2 separate regions of the Sus scrofa genome follow, and region 1 is linked to region 2. A link is a contact called in public HiChIP or PLAC-seq data. All regions are on one chromosome and are shown on one strand. Each heading gives the region's core, a stretch centred on a gene start, on an enhancer-like site or on the middle of the called end of the contact. The rest is flanking DNA. Distances are from core to core; before and after follow the strand shown. Region 1 has its middle 24 kb from the start of CASP8. Region 2 overlaps CFLAR (CASP8 and FADD like apoptosis regulator).

Region 1 (4,963 bases), core at 1,162-3,661, 79 kb before region 2:
ATCTTGCATTGCTGTGGTTGTGGTGTAGGCTCACAGCTGTAGTTGCGATTTAACCCCTAGCCTGAGAACTTCCATGTGCTGCATGTGTGGCCCTAAAAAGCAAAAACAATGACTACCTGATAAGGTTGCTCTGGGGAACGAGTAAATCAACACAGGTGGTGCTTACATAGAGTATCTATGAGTGTCCCATAAATGCTAATTCCCGAAAGCAGCCATTAGCCACCTTCTCTGCAAGCTGCTGGGGTGGGGAGGGCAGGCAGGAAGCCTGGCCACAGATCAGACCAGACGTGAGGTGAACCAGAAACCAGGGCTCGCTGCATGTGACTCAACCTGTTCCTAACCTTCGATCAGGCCACTCCCTCCAGAAACCCTCTCCTGCTCCTGCTCCTGGCAATGCCTGCCCATCTCCTGGGTCACTTGTTTCTTACTGCTTGGCATGGGGAGTTGTTCCTTATTAGTTTTACTTCTTTGAAAAATAAAACACCTCCCCTCAAAAAAAAAAAAAAAAATCCGGAGTTCCCGTCGTGGCGCAGTGGTTAACGAATCCGACTAGGAACCATGAGGTTGCGGGTTTGATCCCTGCCCTTGCTCAGTGGGTTAACGATCCGGCGTTGCCGTGAGCTGTGGTGTAGGTTGCAGACGCGGCTCGGATCCTGCATTGCTGTGGCTGTGGTGTGGCCGGTGGCTACAGCTCTGATTCAACCCCTAGCCTGGGAACCTCCATATGCCTCGGGAGCGGCCCAAGAAATAGCAACAACAACAACAACAAAAAAGACAAAAAAAAAAAAAAAAAAATCCCATCCACAGATACAAAAAAAAAAAAAAAAAAGCAGTCGTTTTATCACTGTATTTATTTATTTAAAGCATTGATTAAAAAGTAGAAACTTCTCTATGGCCTCTTTGGTGTCAACTTGAGAGGTCATCACAGTTAATACCTTTATTCTTTCCGTCTTTTTTCAGTGCACGTAAAGCCATTGTGACTCTTGCTCTGCCACTTGCTGGCTGTGTGCCCTTGGGCACGTTATTTAACAGCTTGGTGCTTTAGTTTCCTTATTCAGAGAGTAGAGACTGTAACACCTCCTGCAGTTGAGGGTTACTATCGAAAACGAAACACCTCTGACTCGAACCCAGCGAAAACCCAGATTGGGACTTGAACCCACAGTGTTTTTCAATTAGAATCACTCATCTGGTGTCTGGACTTACTAAAGCTCAGGTTCTTGGTGTCCCCGCCCAGAAGGAACTCAGCCAGAGACCACGTGAGAGGCAAGAAATAGATTTATTAAGATAGGATGTTTGTGAGAGATACCAGCAGGCAGCTGAGGAGACTCTGGCCCAAGAATTAGGTGGCTATATTTCTATCAGGGAAGGAAAGTGGGGAAGGGGAAAAGACTGCCTTCTTCCTCGTTCTTGGAGTAGATGTCCTGCTTACATCTTTATCTCCTCCTTTGTACTGGTGGAGAGAGCATTTGACCCTATCAGGTCAAACTAGGACCTCCACGGTGCTTATTCAAATCAACAGAAGGGTGGTAACATAAGCTAAAATATGTTGAATCATCTAAGGTTTCCATATAAGGAGGGTCTCCTACTCTGGAATATCATCTTTCCCTTAAATTCCTGTCTTGGGTCCTAAGGATCATTATCCTGCTGAACTTGAATGCAGGCCTCATTTTATCTTTCACTTAATGACCTGAGGCATCGCTCATATTTTCACTTATTTTGTTTTGTTTTGCTTTGTTGTTTTCTCATTTTATTATAAATGTGCTAGTTTTTTTTTTCTTTTTTTTTTTTTCTTGAGGTCTGTTGCGGAGGGGAGGGGGGTGGGCAACGTAGGGATAGAGGAGTAAGAGATACAAACTATTGGGTATAAAATAAGCTACAAGGATGTATTTCATATTTTTACCTATGAGTTTATCGTTAAGCAAGGCTGCTTCATTCCATGACATTCTGATGGCTTTCTCAAGCGAGTATTAACTTACAGTGGTCTCTCCAAAGTTCCCTAGGTTTCCCTCTCAATCTATGGTTCCCTAAAGGAATTTCTACAACTACTTGTGTAACCATCCTACTCTATCCCTATCACTACGACAATCAAATACTTGCGAAATATTTACAACAGCTCCCGGCACACACAGAGTAAATATATAACAAGTGTAAGCAAATATTATAACATCTCTGCACATATTATGTTACATATACAATTTGAGTGCAAAAGCAGGATCCAAATACTGTGCCAGAATCGATCAAGGTATTGCCTCCCAGCTCAAATCCACTGTTCTGAGTCCTGCTTGGTGATACTGTAACTAAACCTAGAAAACACCTCCTGTGCCCACTGGCACAATTTTGGATTTTGCAGGTAGAGGGCGCTGAAGGGACAGGCAAGCAAGAGCCCGGAGCATTCTCTTCCTGGTTTGTTTAGGCGGCACCTCTCCCTGCCTTCCGCCAGGCACGGAAGACACCGTGGTGCCCACTCGAGCACCGTGTCAGCACCCAGTGAGCAGCCCCTTGTTCATCGGCCCCGCTTGCCAACCGCAGACAAGCTCTGCCCCCCTACACACACACACACACACACACACACACACACACACACACACCCTATGCACGCGCGCGCGCGCGCGCGCACACACACACACACACACACACACACACACCCCCCATGCTCACCCCACCTCCAGGGAACTTCTTTATATTGTCAGTGGTCGCAGCAACAGCTTCAACCAGTTCTGAGTCACAACCTTAAGAGCAAGAGGAGTCTTCCAGATTCTTCCTTCCCTGATTCTCCCTCAGCCCTGGAGAACTTTAACCTTGAGTAATTAACCTTCTTTTGCTAATTAATCATTCGTATTAAGTTTTCCCTTTCAAATTAAATGACAGGTACGGTTTCCATCTCTGACTGATCCCTAATTGAATATATATATTATAGCCTGCCTTTTTTTTTTTTTTTAACTGCTCAAGGTAGTAGAATGGGCATCATTCCAGGTCTGTAATATAATCTCAATTAATTCTTGTAATTTATGCCCACTATACCCGTGCATACTTGTGCAGTTTACTTAGCCACTCCTCTATGTAAGGAATAGTTTCCAGTTTGGGTAGTTTGGGGGTAGGTTCCAGTCACTGTGTGGTACTGAACATGTGTTTGTGAACATGATTATTTCTGGGGAAAAATTCTAGAAGAATGAATTCATCTGTCATAGAATTGTGTAATTAAATATTTGAGAGATGTGGTAAAATTTCTTTTCCTAAACCAATTTATATTTCCAACAATAGCCCATAAAAGGGCCCATTTCACCACATCCTTTCCAATCTTTTTTTCATTAACTTGTATTAATCTGAGCAGTTTTGGTTTGTTTATGCTATTACTAAGATTTTAAAGTTCCATAACTTCAATATTCATTTTTATTTCCTCTATGAAATACTGGTTCACATCCTTTATTCATTTTGCAGTCGAATTTTTTTCATGATAATGATGCACGTGCATTTTTAATCACAAAAAAGAAAATATTGCTAAAATATTTCATTCGTACATCAAATCTGTAAATAGAATTTTAACTGCAACATAAAACTATTGACTTAGCTGTAGCTAACTTAGAACTTACGATCATGGAGAGTGAGGTTAACAAAAGTACGTTTTTGTTTAGTAAATCTTTCTTTTTTTTTTGGCTTTTCTAGGGCTGCTTCCCGCGGCATATGGAGGTTCCCAGGCTAGGGGTCGAATCAGAGCTGTAGCCACCGGCCAACACCAGAGCCACAGCAATGCAGGATCCGAGCCGAGTCTGTGACCTACACCACAGCTCACGGCAATGCCGGATCCTTAACCCACTGAGCAAGGCCAGGGATCAAACCCGCAACCTCATGGTTTCTAGTCGGATTCGTTAACCACTGAGCCACGATGGGAACTCCTGTTTAGTAAATCTTTCTTATCCCAATCCCGTAGATTGGCAAGATTCCAACTTTTCATCGCGTGCAATTGAGCTTTTTGTTTCTTTCTGATTCATAGAAATTTCTCCTCAGTTCATTCCTAAAAGTGAGTTTCATTTCACAAATTTTCGTAGAGACCTTCATCCTTAGTCACTTACAGAGCAAATATTTCCTCTTCATTTATTGCCTGTCTCTTTTATTGGGGTAAAATATACGTGACATAAAATTTACCATTTAAACCATTTTAAAATGTACAGGTCGATGGCAGTAAGTACCTGAACACTGTTGTGCAACCATCACTACCGTCTATCTCCAGACTTTTTCATCTCCCCACACTTCATTGCCTATCTTTTTGCAAATTGAAGTCAGTTGATTTACAATGTTGTGTTCATTTCAGGAGTACAGCAAAATGATTCAGACACACACACACACACACACACACACACACACACACGCAATGGAATAGTCAGTCCTGCGAAGGACCATGGAGACCTATAAGTTCTGATATAGAATAGCCTCCAAGAGGCATTCCCATGGCAGCTCAGTGGTCAACGAATCTGACTAGGAACCATGAGGTTGTGCGTTCAATCCCTGGCCTGGCTCAGTGGGTTAAGGATCTCGTGTTGCTGTGAGCTGTGGTGTAGGTCACAGACACAGCTGGATCTAGTGTTGCTGTGGCTGTGGCGTAGGCCAGCAGCTGTAGCTCTGATTAGACCCCTAGCCTGGAGCGGCCCTAGGGGAAAAATTAAAAAAAGAACAGCCTCCAAGATATGTTAACTTTGAAATGTGAAGTGTGGAACAATCTGCTAACATTTGGGAATGGGGTAAATGAGGCAAGGACACAGATACATATATGTTTCTATAAGAATAAAACATCTCTGGAAGAATATTTAAAACATTGGAAATAATAATTATCCCTATGGAAGGAATGGGGGGCTTGTGGGACAGGAGTTAATGTGAAACTTACTTTTCCCCGTGTATCCTTTTGTAGTGTTTGAATTGTTTACCACCTCTTTGTATTGTATTTTCCAAATAAAGAAACTAGGAATTT
Region 2 (5,189 bases), core at 534-3,033:
AGTAGCAAAGAGAGACATCTTTCTCTTCCTCATTCAAAAAGTCCACATCCTTTTGAGCTCCCCAATAAGTTTCTATTCCTTGTCTGAGGGATGCCTCCAGTTCTCAATTCATTTTCAAGGCAGAAAAGCTGTTCTGGCCTAAGCCCAGAGGTAAAACAAGAATCTTCCCATTCAGGTTGTCACCCAAACAATTAGCCACTTCTCTGGATTTGTTTCCATGTGTCATGACTACGTACCCACTTCTCTTCCTCCCCTGAGGTATGGTCGTCCAGGAGTCTACCACTGCACTCACCCCAAACCCAACAACACAACAGTGTCCAGAGCAGAGATAACTTCCACCAAGGAACAGAGGGGCCCCACCTCATACCAGTTTGGGCGTCATACAAAGGGGTCAGGGGGAGATAAATAACTGAAGGTTATGACACATCACCCTTCACTACCGATTCTCAATTCTCCACACCAAATAAGAACAATATGAAGTATGGAGAGTCACAAATAATTCAGGATAATAACTTCAACCAATAGTTTCAACGTCTTGTCTTGCCAACTTTATCAGCGAGTATTACACTATAAAAGTGAAAGTAAGCAAATGTTATTTCTCTTCTGGCTTCTCAGCAGGAAACAGGAAAAAGATTAAAAGTTGGGAAAGAAACACAGCCTTGGGTTAACAACAAACTGGGAACTAAGCAGCCACTGGACAAACAAGAGCTGGCTCGAGTGCTCTTAATTCAATTTGGCCAGCCTATGGGCAGTATCTGGACACAATCACATACAGTCTCGTAGAACTTTCTACTCAGGAGGCTCACATCCTGCCAGATATGGCAGATTTAAATAAGTCTGTGACTCCTCGACCCTCCTTGCTTAAAAAGATAGTGTGTAATCCCCTCCCCTTGAACACAGGTAACTCGTTCCTAATGAATGGAGTGTGGCAGAAGGGCTACCACGTGACATTCAAAGTCAAATCACTAGGGGGAAGCCAGCTGCCATGTCTTGAGAACACTCCAGACAGGGCCCTGGTGCCAAACAGGTCCCCAGTGCCATGTGAAGAGGCCCACATGGAGAAGAACGCAAGCCACACACCAACTTCCCAGCCACTCGAGAAGCTCCTCCAATGCCAAGGACCCAAGCTGACATATGACAGCAACCTCTCAAGAGACTCAGGGCTGGGACAGCCTGGCTCCGTCACTTCTAAATTCCAGACCCCCAGAAGCTATGAGAGGTATAAATAAATTAGTATCGTTGTTTTAAGCTATAACATTTTGGAGCAATTTGTACACATTATGAGATAAATAATTCACTAGGTAAGTCAGCAAAAGGGAATGATAATAACCATTACCTAAGAATGGAGTGTAATTAAGCAACTTACTTTTCTCCTTCCGCCTGACCCGCAAGTAAGGTAGGGGTGAAGAAAATGAATTAAATTCATTTTTTGAAATATATATATATCAAGTAATAATAAGATACAAGCCCCCAAGAGATATAAAGAAGTTGCCAATCTCCTTAAAACCTTACAATAACTAAGTATGTTCAAGGAATGACAGTTGCTGAAAACCTATTAAGTACCTCACTTGTCAGCATAGGAGCTCAGAGTGCTAGGAGAGGTGAAGAAGCACTGCCCCCTAGGCACGGCCTCTGAGGGTGTAGGTAAGGCTTGAGATCCAGTTCTGAGCTGGGGATGACACACAGGGCTGTACCATGTACCAGGTACCAGGACAGAGCCTGGACAGGACTCAGGGGCCATCCCCACTGCTTTATTCCAAACGCTCCCTTCCGGAGTGGCACTCTCTAGTCATGGAGCACTCTCTCCTCCAGGGGGCAGAAGCGAACCGAGAAACATCAGGCTCAAAGCTCTTTTGTTTACTTAATTTCAGACTGGCTCCCTGGATCAAAACCTTCTTTTCACTGATAAGAGTGCCTCCCTTATCAAAGTCTTTGAAAGAAAGCCATAGTCTCCCTTTCCATCCTGACATGCAGAGGTCTGGAGGCAACACAGGCTGTCTTGTGCCTTAATCTCTTTTCTTTATCTGGGTTCTGGCTAGAGCAGCAGCTGGGCTGTCATAAGGCAGTCAGCAGGCAGCTGCGTGATACGAGGGTAAAAGAGGAACAGCCTTGGAAACCCAAGATGTGAGTTTCAGTCCTGGCCTCTCCACCTACTTGCTGGTCTGAACCTTGCCTGGTCCTGAAAGAAGACTGACTGACACCATGGGAATCTGAGGTCTAGGGAATCTGAGGAAGGTCTCACCTAATAGAACAGGAGGAAAAAGCCTAAAGCTGGAGGTGAAGCTAAAGGCCAAACAGGTCCCCAATGCCAAGTATAAGGCCAATAAGAACACCAAATCTAGGGCCTCAGACCAAGATGGAGCATCCCCTAAACATCCCTGTGGCAACACAGTCACTCCAGGGACACAGCCTGAAGCCATCAGGCTGGCATTTCCCATGAACATCACATCTTTCCTCTGACAGATGGTGAGGATGGATGCTGGGTGCCATTTGCAATGTTCTTTCTTGGGCTAGCAAGAAAGAATAAGGATAGAGCCCAGTCTAATTTACAGGATCAAGGGGATCACGACAGTGTGACTTTGAACAAATTACATCTGTAATTTATCCACCTATAAAATGGGATCAATACTGATGCCTCTACCATGTCCTCCAGAAGGTGGCTGTGAGGCTCCATTGAGATGTCTATAAGGACGCTTTGCAAATTGTGAGCAGTTATTCAAACATAAGATATTAATTTGAGGAGTTCCCGTCGTGGCGCAGTGGTTAACAAATCCGACTAGGAAACATGAGGTTGCGGGTTCGGTCCCTGCCCTTGCTCAGTGGGTTAATGATCCAGCGTTGCTGTGAGCTGTGGTGTAGGTTGCAGATGCGGCTCGGATCCCGCGTTGCTGTGGCTCTGGCGTAGGCCGGAGGCTACAGCTCCAACTGGACCCCTAGCCTGGGAACCTCCATATGCCGTGGGAGCGGCCCAAGAAATAGCTAAAAAAAAGACCCCAAAAAAAAAATAATTAAATAAATAAGATATTAATTTGAGGAGTTCCCATTGTGGCTCAGCAGGTTAAGAATTGATGTGGTCTTTGTGAGGATGTGGGTTTGATCTCTGGCCTCACTCAGTGGGTTAAGCAGCCAGCACCGCCACAAGCTGCAGTGTAGATGGCAGATACAGCTCGCATCGGGTGTTGCCATAGCTGTGTCATAGGTCTCAGCTGCAGCTCTAATGGAACCCCTAGCTAGGAACTTCCATTAGTTGCAGATGTGGCCATAAAAAGGAAAAAAAAAAAAGGATTAATTTTGAAGAAATAAAGGCACTTTACTACAAGTCATGGAGCTTTCTCTCACATTGGAATCTACCTCCTTAGAACCCAGAGGGAGGTCTCTACAGTCTAAACTCAAATGGACTCAGAGCAGCTAGATTTTGTGTCCTATGCATCAACAGCAACTTCCTTGTCCTTACTAGCAAATAGAGGAAGAAAAACTTGGGTGCTGAGTTTGGAAATAAAACTTCAGCAAACTGCAGAAGTCCCACTTCTCCTTCTACCCACCCTGGAAATCCCACTCCTGACCCAGCCCTGTCTCTGTAAAATTCAACTGTTCTTTAGAAATTAACTTAATGAAATCATGAGGCATTTCCTCTGGCCTTGACATCGGTACAGGGCTAGAATCAATCCTACCCACAGATTTGTGGGACTATCGAGAGGAAATCCAAAAAATTAAAACCAGTTAAATGGCATGACCCCATTCATTGAGAATGTGTTTTGATCTTAAGTGAGTTCATATTTATCTTGACAACTATCTACAAGAATGCAGTTCATTAAATAAATGTTCGGAATAAATGAGTAATTCATTAGTCTATTTACAATCACTCAAATGCCTTCAGTAAGGCCAGTTCGAATTACTATAAAACACATGAATGGGAAGGATACTGTGGAAAGGGGAGTTCTAAAGTCAAATGTGAATGGAAAATGCAAGGTTGACGAGACTTAACCAGGTTCCTTTACAGGAAGACTACTAGAAACCTTCAAGGCCAACATGCATTGCTCATCTCCTAAAGTAGAACAAATTACTCAGCATTTCCCAAATTCACTTGACCCCAAAACTCATGTTATACAAGTTCTTCTTCCTATATTACAGAAACACTGTGCTAGGAGTTTCCGTGGTGGCTCAGTGGTTAACGAATCCGACTAGGAACCATGAGGTTGCAGGTTCGATCCCCAGCCTTGCTCAGTGGGTTAAGGATCCGGGGTTGCTGTGAGCTGTGGTATAGGTCGCAGATGCAGCTTAGATCCCACATTGCTGTGGCTCTGGTGTAGGCCGGCAGCAACAGCTCCGATTGGACCCCTAGCCTGGGAATCTCCATATGCCGCGGGAGCGGCCCAAGAAAATGGCAAAAAGACAAAAAAAAAAAAAAAAAAAGAAAGAAAGACTGTGCTAAAGGGATATAGATAAACTATACGACACAATTTCTATTCTTCAAGGAGTCCATAATCTTGTTGGAGAAGCAAAGCGTATAAATGTGCACAAAACAATGACTGACAGGTCACGAAACAGTGGGATTTTAGCTAAAATAGACGATCAGAGAAGGGAAGATCAGTGGAGTCTGAGACACCTGGAGATAAGATTGTGGGAAAGGTGTGAAGCTGGGGCCCCCCAAAAAACAAAGGAAAGGCCCCATGTGCGAGGATGCTGGGGGGAACAAGGACAGAAGAAGTGAAGAAGTGGGGGGCAGGAGCAGCTTATATAAATCTGACTTTCCATTTGTTCAGATACACCAATCAGAGGGTTTTCCTAGACAATCCATATATACTGAGAATTGTAAACTTAAAAAAAAAAAAAAAAAAAAAAAGGCCGCAGGGACCAAAACCGAACCACAAGCAGTGACACCAGATCCTTAACCTGCCAAGCCACCAAGGAGCTCCTAAACTACTTCTTAAATGTCTTTTTTTTTTTTAAAGCCCAAACGATCACTAGTAATTCCTTCTGAACTAGTTTTTCTTAGGATAATACAATATCAATAATAAACATGTCAGAGTTCCCGTCATGGCTCAGTGGAAATGAATCTGACTAGTACCCATGAGGATGCTGGTTCAATCCCTGGCCTTGGTCAATGGGTTAAGGATCCGCCGTTGCTGTGAGCTGTGGTGTAGGTTGCAGATGCGGCCCGGACCCAGCGTTGCTATGGCTGTGGTGTA

What was found. HiChIP or PLAC-seq counts read pairs in DNA pulled down with a chosen protein or histone mark.
Region 1: an H3K27ac HiChIP or PLAC-seq map of alveolar macrophages shows a contact between it and region 2. The contact joins two enhancer-like sites. A contact is called at or near these places in 1 of 47 Hi-C or Micro-C datasets (embryonic fibroblasts) and 1 of 2 datasets of contacts at active chromatin or transcription factors (alveolar macrophages).

Annotation. Positions count from the first base shown.
Region 1 is chr15:104,899,884-104,904,846 of Sscrofa11.1, reverse strand. No RefSeq gene overlaps it. Among named protein-coding and RNA genes, the nearest start is that of CASP8, 24 kb to the left of the region's middle. Within about 2 kb of position 2,411, at least 47 of the 83 cell types and tissues checked have an H3K27ac peak or open chromatin away from gene starts, as enhancers often do. A contact at or near this core is called in alveolar macrophages, where this site is marked.
Region 2 is chr15:104,820,370-104,825,558 of Sscrofa11.1, reverse strand. The region is part of intron 7 of CFLAR (CASP8 and FADD like apoptosis regulator); the gene reads right to left. Among named protein-coding and RNA genes, the nearest start is that of CFLAR, 23 kb to the right of the region's middle. Within about 2 kb of position 1,783, at least 43 of the 83 cell types and tissues checked have an H3K27ac peak or open chromatin away from gene starts, as enhancers often do. A contact at or near this core is called in alveolar macrophages, where this site is marked.